2 separate regions of the Capra hircus genome follow, and region 1 is linked to region 2. The links are chromatin contacts, called in public Hi-C maps. All regions are on one chromosome and are shown on one strand. Each heading gives the region's core, a stretch centred on a gene start, on an enhancer-like site or on the middle of the called end of the contact. The rest is flanking DNA. Distances are from core to core; before and after follow the strand shown. Region 1 has its middle 35 kb from the start of UBE2V1. Region 2 holds the start of SNAI1 (zinc finger protein SNAI1).

Region 1 (4,716 bases), core at 897-3,396, 74 kb after region 2:
TTTTTTTTTCTAAAAAATTATCTATTTTCGGCTGTGCTGGGTCTTGGCTGCTGTGTGCAGGCTCTCTAATTGCAGCAAGCAGAGGCGACTCTCTAGTGCGGGGCGCAGGCTTCTCGTCGCAGGGCACAAGCTCTAGGGTGCGGGCTCAGTGGCCGTGGCGCACGGGCTTCATTGCTCCACAGCCAGCGGGCTCTTCCCACACCAGGGATCCACCCCTTGTGCCCTGCACTGGCAGGTGGGTTCTCAACCACCGGCCCACCACCTCACTGTCCTGTTCTTACAGCCCTGATTCCGTTGTGAAATTATCTTGTTGATTCATCATTTCTGTACTCTCTGTCTCCCATGCCTGGAATGACGGCAGAGACTTTTCTGTCCATTTCTGCATTCCCAGTGCCTGGCGCAAAGGAGACCTTCGGAGACCTTCAGACAGACAGACAGACAGACAGGCAGACAGATGTCCATTCTCTGTGTGCTGCTCATGACTGCATGGGCCAACTGGCCATCCTTCAAGAAAGATGGTATTTCATCTAGGCTGGACCCCAGCCCAGGGCAAAGGTGGGGTGGGGGCTTCTGTAGCCCCCAGATCACTGCCTTCCTCTGGGGACAGGCCTGATGTTCCCAGAACCTCCTGCCAAAACTCGACCCAGGGAAATCAGATATCAGCTCATTTCCCTCTCCACCCCCGACTCCTGGACAAGCCACATGGACTCTGGACAGTTTCTAGGCCACAGAAAAGGGGGCTCAAGCCAGATTGGGAGAAGACATCTGGGACTGTACAAGGCCTTTTCAGCCAGAGATGGGCCTGGACAATTCCCAGCCAGGCTGAATATGAGGCCAGAGTGTGTAGGGAGAGACTGGGGACCAAGGTGCTGAAACCAGGGCAGAAGCAACTGAATTCGGGCAAATCCTGGGTCTATTCTTCCACTCACTCATCAAGTGTCGCCTCCCCAGTGCCCAGCACGGGGCATGGTGCAGCACATCCATGTGCCCACTGATCCATCGGTGCAGAGTGCCCATTATGTGCCAGGCACTGACAGCTGCTACCATGGCCACGTGGCATGCCTCTTCCTGCCCCAGGGCCCTTGCTCCGTGGTTCTCTTCACTCAGAACTGTCCACCCTGCCGAGTTCTGGGCATGCAATTTCTTCCACACGTTTGAAGATGTTACCTCTGCAGAAAGGCCCTCCCTGCCCAGGGTGACCTTCCCATCTTGTTCTCTTGCTGGGATATTTCAGGTATGTGCTTAATACTCTGAAATGACATTGTAAATTCACCCTGTCTGTTTTGTCTCCTCTATTCCAAAAGGGAAGTCGCTCAGTCGTGTCCGACTCTTTGCGACCCCATGGACTGTAGCTCACCAGGCTCCTCTGTTCATGGGATTCTCCAGGCAAGAATACTGGAGAGGGTTGCCATTTCCTTCTCCAGGGGATCTTCCCAACCCAGGGATCAAACCCAGGTCTCTTGCATTGCAGGCAGATGCTGTAACCTCTGAGCCACCAAGGGCAGCAATTTTAGTTTGCTTTGTTCTCTGCTGTGACTCTGGTATAGAGGTCTGCACACAGAAAGAGCTCAATAAATGTTTGTTGAATAAATGAATGAACAAACCAGTGAGTGAAAGCTCAGGGATAGGGTTTGGCTCCTAACCCAGAGGGAGGAGGTGATCTGTAACCTGAGGCCTGAGGGAGGGGGAGAGGGTGGGCTAGTGAAGACAGGGGAAGAAGGGTTTTGTCTTAAAATGCTTTTCTCCAAGGGAGGGTTGAAAGGTAGCTCAGAGGTGGTAAGGTGATTAAAATGTTAAAAGCCTTTAATCTATTGACACCATGAAAGTTGAGATATTTTACTAAATCTTGATGTCTGGCTTCTGTCCCCAAAAACGTAAAGATATGGCCATCCTGAGCTCTCATTCCAGAGGCAAGAAGGTCAGTTTCCCAGCTTGTAACATCAGCCCCTTGAAGCCTTTGAGTTTGTGACCCCTGAAGCCAGAGGCCGCCTTGGCATCGCTGCAGGACCCCACCGGAAACACCCGGGCTGGGCGACCTTGAGGACGCCTTCTGAGTCCTAGGTTCGTCCTCAGTAAAAGTGAGCTGGTAGCGCAGGTGCGCTGGTCCTCCAGGTGTGGGGTTGGGAGTGGATGCGCGCCAAACGCGCACGCCCAGATGCCTGCGAGGCCGCTGAGAAGTGGTCCTTCCTGCCCCGTCCTCCGGGCGTCCATCTGCAGCGCGCGAGCGCTCTCTGCTGGCCCGAGCGGGGACGCAGCCCTGAGCCTCAACCTGGAGCCCTGGGGCCTGCAGACCTGGAGAGTTTCTCTCTGGTGCAACAGGGTGATTTCACAGTAGCTTGAAGGGTTTGCCGTGTGCTGAGGACCGTGAAAATCTCACGGGCGCATAAAATGCTACGTAATGCTTAGCACAGTCCTGTGAAGGGAGCCCAAGGACTCTGCCCAGAGCCACACAGCCATAGGTGTACTGGGGTTGGCGTACATGACTCCAGGTCATGTGCTGAGATCCCGGGAGAGAGAGGTGACATGCGAGCCTCTCTGCTCACCCACCCGCGTCTTCACCAGCTTTACCTGGAGCTGCCAAACTCCTTACTGGGCTGGTCCCTCTGTTCGCCCTCTCAGTTAGCCCACAGTCCCTCCGTCACTCCGCGAGTTCTCGGCAGAGCCGCCGGGACCCTGCCCTCGTCACTGCCCTGGGCCTGGAGAGGAAGGCGAGGCCCCGCTCTGGAGAAGGATTCCTGAGCTCGCGGAAACCTTCTCAGTGTGTCCCAGGACAGCTTTCGGCGCTGGAGGCAGGGATGTGGATGAGCCAGGTGAGCACCGACCTGCATGGTGCCTGTTCCAGAGAGGGAAGGAGGAATCAGTAACCGAATAAATCAGTTCGTTAGGTATGAATACTTGCCAGGAGCAAAACAGCATCGGCTAATGAGGACAGCCAGCCCAGAGTGGCTGCTCTAGAGGGGCCGGCGCTCTCTCGGGGATGGGGGGGCGTACCTGTGCTGCCTGTGGTGGGAGCCCACCCCTGGACACGAGGAAGCAAGTCCTTGGCCTGGGCACCAGATGGGCGTGAGATAGCCACGTTTCGCCTGGGGGTGATGGGCGGAGAGCCCAGGGACGTGGCCCTTGGGGTAGGAGGGGGAGGGCATGAGAACTGGCTTGGGGAAGCGCGAGAGGTTTCTGAAGTGCCAAACTAGTGTGCTGGCCGGCTGCTGCAGCGTCTCCGCTTCTCGAAGACCCCGGGGCGTGGTGGGTCAGAGCACAGAACGCAGGCCAGCGTCACCCAGCCCCGCTCTGCGCGGTGTCAGGAGGCCACCGAGCCGGCCACCTGCCTGTCTTCCACCCTACTCGCCCACCGGACCCTGAAGTGGACAGGCCTCGAGGAGGGACCAAAAACGTGTCCCGCCAACCACCCAGAAGGGCTTCTGATCTGAGCTCTTTGCATCCCAAGGGCGGTGCCTGGTGAGGGCGGCCACCCATAGCTGCCCCCGCCAAGCCACACAAGAGCCATCTGTTAATGCTTCAGACGACCGTCTCAGACGGCGAGGATGCCTGTGTGTGAGGCACTCCTACAAATCAGGAGGCAAAAGGAACAGAGATGACGTAATTGAGAGGGATAAAGGGCTTCTCAGCTAGAGAAAAGATACTCAGCGCATCACATGAGAAAGTGCACAGGGAGCCATGAGCTAGCACGATTCAGCTCAGAGATGGGCGGGAAGGACGTGTGAGCGCAGATAAAGGGAAGGGAACGCAAGGAACCACCTTGCGTTGTTGGTGGGAGGGCGAGTTTGCTACTTCTTCATTTGGAGGCAGTTTGAAAATGATAGGATTAAAACTGCCCATGTCCTTGGCCGGAGAAGTCTGTTTCTAGGCATTCTTTTGGCGCGGGTGCGCCCCGGTGCGCTGAGGCTGCTGGGCTGGGGCGGAACGTCAGGGATGACCTCGGGGTCTCCATGAGGCCCTGGTCCCTGTGGGTGGCACACGGTGTACTGGGAGCTCAGCAGCTGTCCAGGGGCCTTGAGAGGTCCTGTGGGTGAAAGACATGTCTGGGGGAAGAGCGGAGTGGAGGCCACACGCCCAGTTATGCTAACTGGAGGAAAAAAACGACAACAACAGGGCTGTGGGGAGCGGGTCACGGCTTGCGTGGGGAGCGGGTCACGGCTTGCGCGTGCGTGCTCGACCTCAGAAGGATGTGCAGCGCTCCAGGCCTCGCCTTGAGGGGCGGGGTCAGGAGAGGGAGGGAACCTCACCTTCCGTTCTGCCCCCTGCTACTGTTTGAAGCACTGCCCAGGTTCCTGCAGTCTGTCTTTGGTGAACATCAAAGTGGGGTCTCCAGCTCAGATTTCTCATCACTAGAGTAAGGGGCAGGTTAATTTTTTTTTAGCATGGGAGCTGATGTGGTCTCTGTCCTTCACTGCTGGGGTGGCTGCCACCTCTGTGCTTATCACAACTGAGATACTCTGTGCGTGCTGTGCCAAGTCGCTTCAGTCGCGTCCGACTCTGCGGCCCCGTGGACTGTAGCCCACCAGGCTCCTCTGGCCATGGATTCTCTGGGCAATGATACTGGCGTGGGTTGCCATGCTCTCTTCCAGGGGATCTTTCTGACCCAGGGAGCAGACCCAAGTCTCTAACGTCTCCTGCATTGGCAGGCAGGTTCTTATACCACTAGCACCACCTGGCAAGTTCAAAGTACATCCATTGGCCGGGCATTGAACCTGTGTC
Region 2 (4,146 bases), core at 1,280-3,779:
AAGGGTTTCCTTTACCTGCTTTTGAACCTGTGTAAATCCAGCTAACTGTATTTGAGTTGGTTCTTTTTGCTTAACACCATGTTTTTAGATTTATCCCAGTTGTTGCATGGAGTTTTAGTTTGTTTTTCTCACTGTATAGTATCCCATTATAGGACTGTAATTTACTAATTACAGTTTTTAATCCTTTCTACTGTTGATAAACATTTGGGTTGTTTCCAGTATGTTTGTTTCCTATTATGAACGAGGGTGCAAGAAATATTCTCATTTCTTCTGGGTTTAGAGCTGGGCAGCAGTTCTCAACCTTGGCTGCTCACTAGAATCACCTGAGGAGTTTTCAAAAATGCTACTACCAAAGGGTCCCACCCAGAGTAATTGAATCAGAAGGGCTGCAAGGGTGGGGCCCAGGCTTTGGTGTTCCCTGAGGGGATCTGCCGCCAGGGCTAAGAACCGCTGGGATGCAGCAGGCCTGGGAGTAGAATGCTAGGAGAGTCACCTGTTATTCGCTGATGCTAAACTTTCCCAAAGTGGCTCATACCCAGGACACTGTCCCCGCATGGAACCAAAGTCCTCCTGCCCTCCCATCCTCAACACTTGCTATGACCAAATTTTAACTTTTTATCTTTCTGATGGGTGTGAAATAGTATCTCATTGTGGTTTTAATTTGCATTTCTCTCCTTACTCATGAGGCTGAACAGTCGAGAAGTTCCTGCTGAAACAAAGACAGAAAGAGACTCTCTGGTAAAGATCCTGCGGAAGAGAGATTTCAGGGGGTCAGGGAAGATGAACGGCAGGTGCCAAGGGCTGGGATGTGGAGGAACAGAAAGAAGGCGGTGGATCTTTGTGCAGGGGGAGGGGCAGAGCGGCTCAAGATAAGTGCAGCAGAGGTCAGGTCAGCAGGTGGAGGGCGGTGGTGAAGAATTCGGCTTCTGCTCTGCGTGAGATAGGGACACAGGAGGTTTGAAGCAGAAGGACACGGCGTTACTCCTCCCTCTGGATGTAGGTGGAAAATCACAATGGGAAGTAAACAGACGTACAGGAGGCCGTATTCTTCGTAGTGACTGTGTGTGGCCTGTCTCCCCAGCCTCCCCCTCTCCCCAGCTAGAACAGGGAAAGGTTGATTGTTTTCTTCACAGCACCTAAGGATCCAGACAGTTGTCCCTGCTCTCATGCAGGGTGGTGAGTGGAGGGACTTAACAGGTTTCCACAGGTGGAAACAAGTTGAAGAGACCTTCGGATTTAGGCCTGTGCCCCATCCCCAGTCCAGGACAGGAGTGGCTCTCACAGTCAGTGGGCTCAGAGGAGAGCTGGGGGTGAAGTCAGTCCCTCCCCTGGGCCCAGCCCACAGCTGAATCAATCAGTGAACCCCCGGTGGAGCCTAGCCTCAGGTCCTTTAGACACAGTTTCAATGACCGCAGACGAGTGAGGCAACTACCTGAGCTCCGCCCTTCCCCACTTCTTTCTCCCACCTGCCCAGAGTAATCTTTCTCAACCAAACTCCAAACAGGTCCCTCCTCGGCTCTCCAGGGCCCCTGGAGCAAAGTCCAGACTCCTCCAGGCCCTGACCCTGCCGCCCTGCCCACCCCACCCCCATCCTGAGAGAGGCTCTCAGTAACTCTGAGATGGTTACTGCCTCTAACCTCAGGCCTTTCCCCTCGGCATTTTCTTGACTTCCTCTGGGAAGTTGCCCAGACCCTTGGTCAAGTGACCCGCCTCTTGACTGTCACAGTGCCCTGTGGTCCCCACCCCCCCCCCCAACCCATCGAAATACACTTCCCTCTGCATTGGAATTGCCTGTTGACTTCGCCTGTCTCCCCCACGTGACTGGGAGAGCGACCCTTCAGCAGAGACCCCGAGTGTTTTGTTCAGGGTTGTATCCCCCCCAGCGCCGGGAGGGGTGCCTGGTTCGTTAGTGGGCACACAGTCAGTATGTGCGTTTTTCTAGCTGATGCCCGTTTGCTTTGCAAAAAAAAAAAAGGGCCGTGGCATTGCACACTGTCAGCAGCCACGTGGAGGGGTCCATTGCTTCTCTCCGCCCCCGAACTGTGTGCTGCCCCTGGTCAATCCCACGCTCTCTGCGGGGCACTCTACGGGCGAAGGCACCCCCTGCCCCGTTCCGACACTCGAGGAGGTGGCGGTCTCCGAAAGTCAGGTGCTCAGAGCCGCGGCGCGTGGCGCCAGGGGGCGCCAGAGGCGGGAGAGCCTGCGGCGCCGAGCCGGCCCGGGCGCCCGAGTCCTGAAGAGGGGTCCCGCCTCGTCCAGGGGTTCCCAGCGCCCCGCCCCCGGCAGCCCGCCGCCCGGCGCCCATGCACGCGCCCGAGGCCCGGCGTCCGCGCGGCCCCGCCCGGCTCCCAACGCCACGCGGCGCGAGCCCCGCCAGCCCCCAGCGCACCTGCTCGGGGCGGGGCCGCTGGCGAAGGCGCGTCTCGATTGGCGCGGAGGTGACAAAGGGGCGTGACTGGGACGGGCCACGCCCACCCGCGACTGGCGTACTTAAGGGAATCGGCGGCCCGTCTCCACTCACAGCGCAGCTGCACGGCGTCGTGGGTGGAGAGCTTTGCGATCCCGGTGCGACCCGGCGAGACCCCCCCCCCCCACCCGCTGCTTCGGCCACCATGCCGCGCTCTTTCCTCGTCAGGAAGTCTGCCGGCTCCCGCCGGAGACCCAATTACAGTGAGCTGCACGACTCTTCTCCAGGTGAGGGGACCGGACCCCTGGGGAGTTCGGGGGAGGCAAGCGAAGGCTGCATGGGGAGAGCACTGGAGGAGCAGGGGGCTTGGGGACGAAGTCGAGGGGCGAGAGTCGAGTCAAAGAATAGAGCCTGGGTGCGGATAAGCTCGGGTCAGGTGGGTCCGGGAGATGTGGAGAGGGTGTTTGGAGGGCGGTGGTCTTGGGCTGAGGAAACGGAAACTTAGCAGCCGCAGAGAAGAGGGGCGCCCCTCCCAAAAGTGAGAAGAGGAGGCTTCTATCTGGACAGACGCCGGGCCGAGGGCTCCGAAAGAGTCCAGGGGATTTGGGGGAGGGTGTGGGAGAAGAATGTGTATGGAAGGGGGCCTGGGACAGGGGTGTGGTGCCTTGGCAGCTGAGGAGACGAGGGGCCAGGATGCTGGGGTCTGGCCTCAAGCTGGGTACTTGGGTACCTCAGGAGGATGGAGATGTGGAAATGACCCCCTTGAGTCGGAGCTAGGGAAGGGGGATTCTTCCCGGAAGAGGGAGAACCAGGTGACCTGGGTGAAGAGGGGCTCAGACTGTCTGTCCTAGTAGTGAATCTGGTATTCATCTGATAAGCCCTGAGTGCTAGCCCCGTTCAGCTCCTGGCCCACATCAGGCTGATGTCTGCTGGCTGACTGAGCTCACGCCTGACCTTGCCCTCTTCTCTGTCCCCTGCTCAGAGCTCACTTTCCAGCAGCCCTACGACCAGGCCCACCTGCTGGCAGCCATCCCACCGCCCGAGGTCCTCAATCCCACCGCCTCCTTGCCGACACTCATCTGGGACTCTCTCTTGGCGCCCCAAGCCCAGCCCATCAGTTGGGCTTCTCTGCTGCCCCAGGAGATCCCCAAGGCTGGCGAGCTGACCTCCCTGTCCGACGAGGACAGCGGGAAAGGCTCCCAGCCCCCCAGCCCACCCTCGCCGGCTCCTTCGTCCTTCTCGTCCACTTCAGCCTCCTCCTTGGAGGCTGAGGGCTATGCTGCCTTCCCAGGCTTGGGCCAGTTGCCCAAGCAGCTGACCGGGCTCTCTGTGGCCAAGGACCCCCAGTCTCGCAAGGCCTTCAACTGCAAATACTGCAACAAGGAGTACGTCAGCCTGGGTGCCCTCAAGATGCACATCCGGAGCCACACGCTGCCCTGCGTCTGTAGCACCTGCGGGAAGGCCTTCTCCAGGCCCTGGCTGCTGCAGGGCCACGTCCGGACCCACACCGGTGAGTCCCACCCCACCCCTAGCCCCCATTCTCTCTGCCTTCGCTGCCAGCGCTTGTAAGATGGGCTTTGCTGTTACTTTCAGATTGGGGGAACCGAGGCCCCCGCCGTCTCCTGACACCTAGCTCGAGAGTTCGGGGAGGCCTGGCTCTGAAGTTTGGCAGAAACATGCCATCATTCATCAGCTAAGCATTCGGGCTGAGTAGATAACTTTTACATGTCCCTCAGCAG

What was found. A called contact is a pair of places that touch in the nucleus more often than the background predicts.
Region 1: a Hi-C map of blood shows a contact between it and region 2, with 3 times the contacts expected there. The contact joins the enhancer-like site here to the promoter of SNAI1 in region 2. A contact is called at or near these places in 2 of 5 Hi-C or Micro-C datasets (both in blood).

The regions. Positions count from the first base shown.
Region 1 is chr13:77,638,340-77,643,055 of ARS1.2, forward strand. No RefSeq gene overlaps it. Among named protein-coding and RNA genes, the nearest start is that of UBE2V1, 35 kb to the right of the region's middle. Within about 2 kb of position 2,147, at least 1 of the 5 cell types and tissues checked has an H3K27ac peak or open chromatin away from gene starts, as enhancers often do.
Region 2 is chr13:77,564,170-77,568,315 of ARS1.2, forward strand. It overlaps SNAI1 (zinc finger protein SNAI1), which reads left to right and starts at 2,530. Exons shown (of 3, transcript XM_013968979.2): 1 at 2,530-2,694; 2 at 3,390-3,917. The coding sequence starts at 2,613.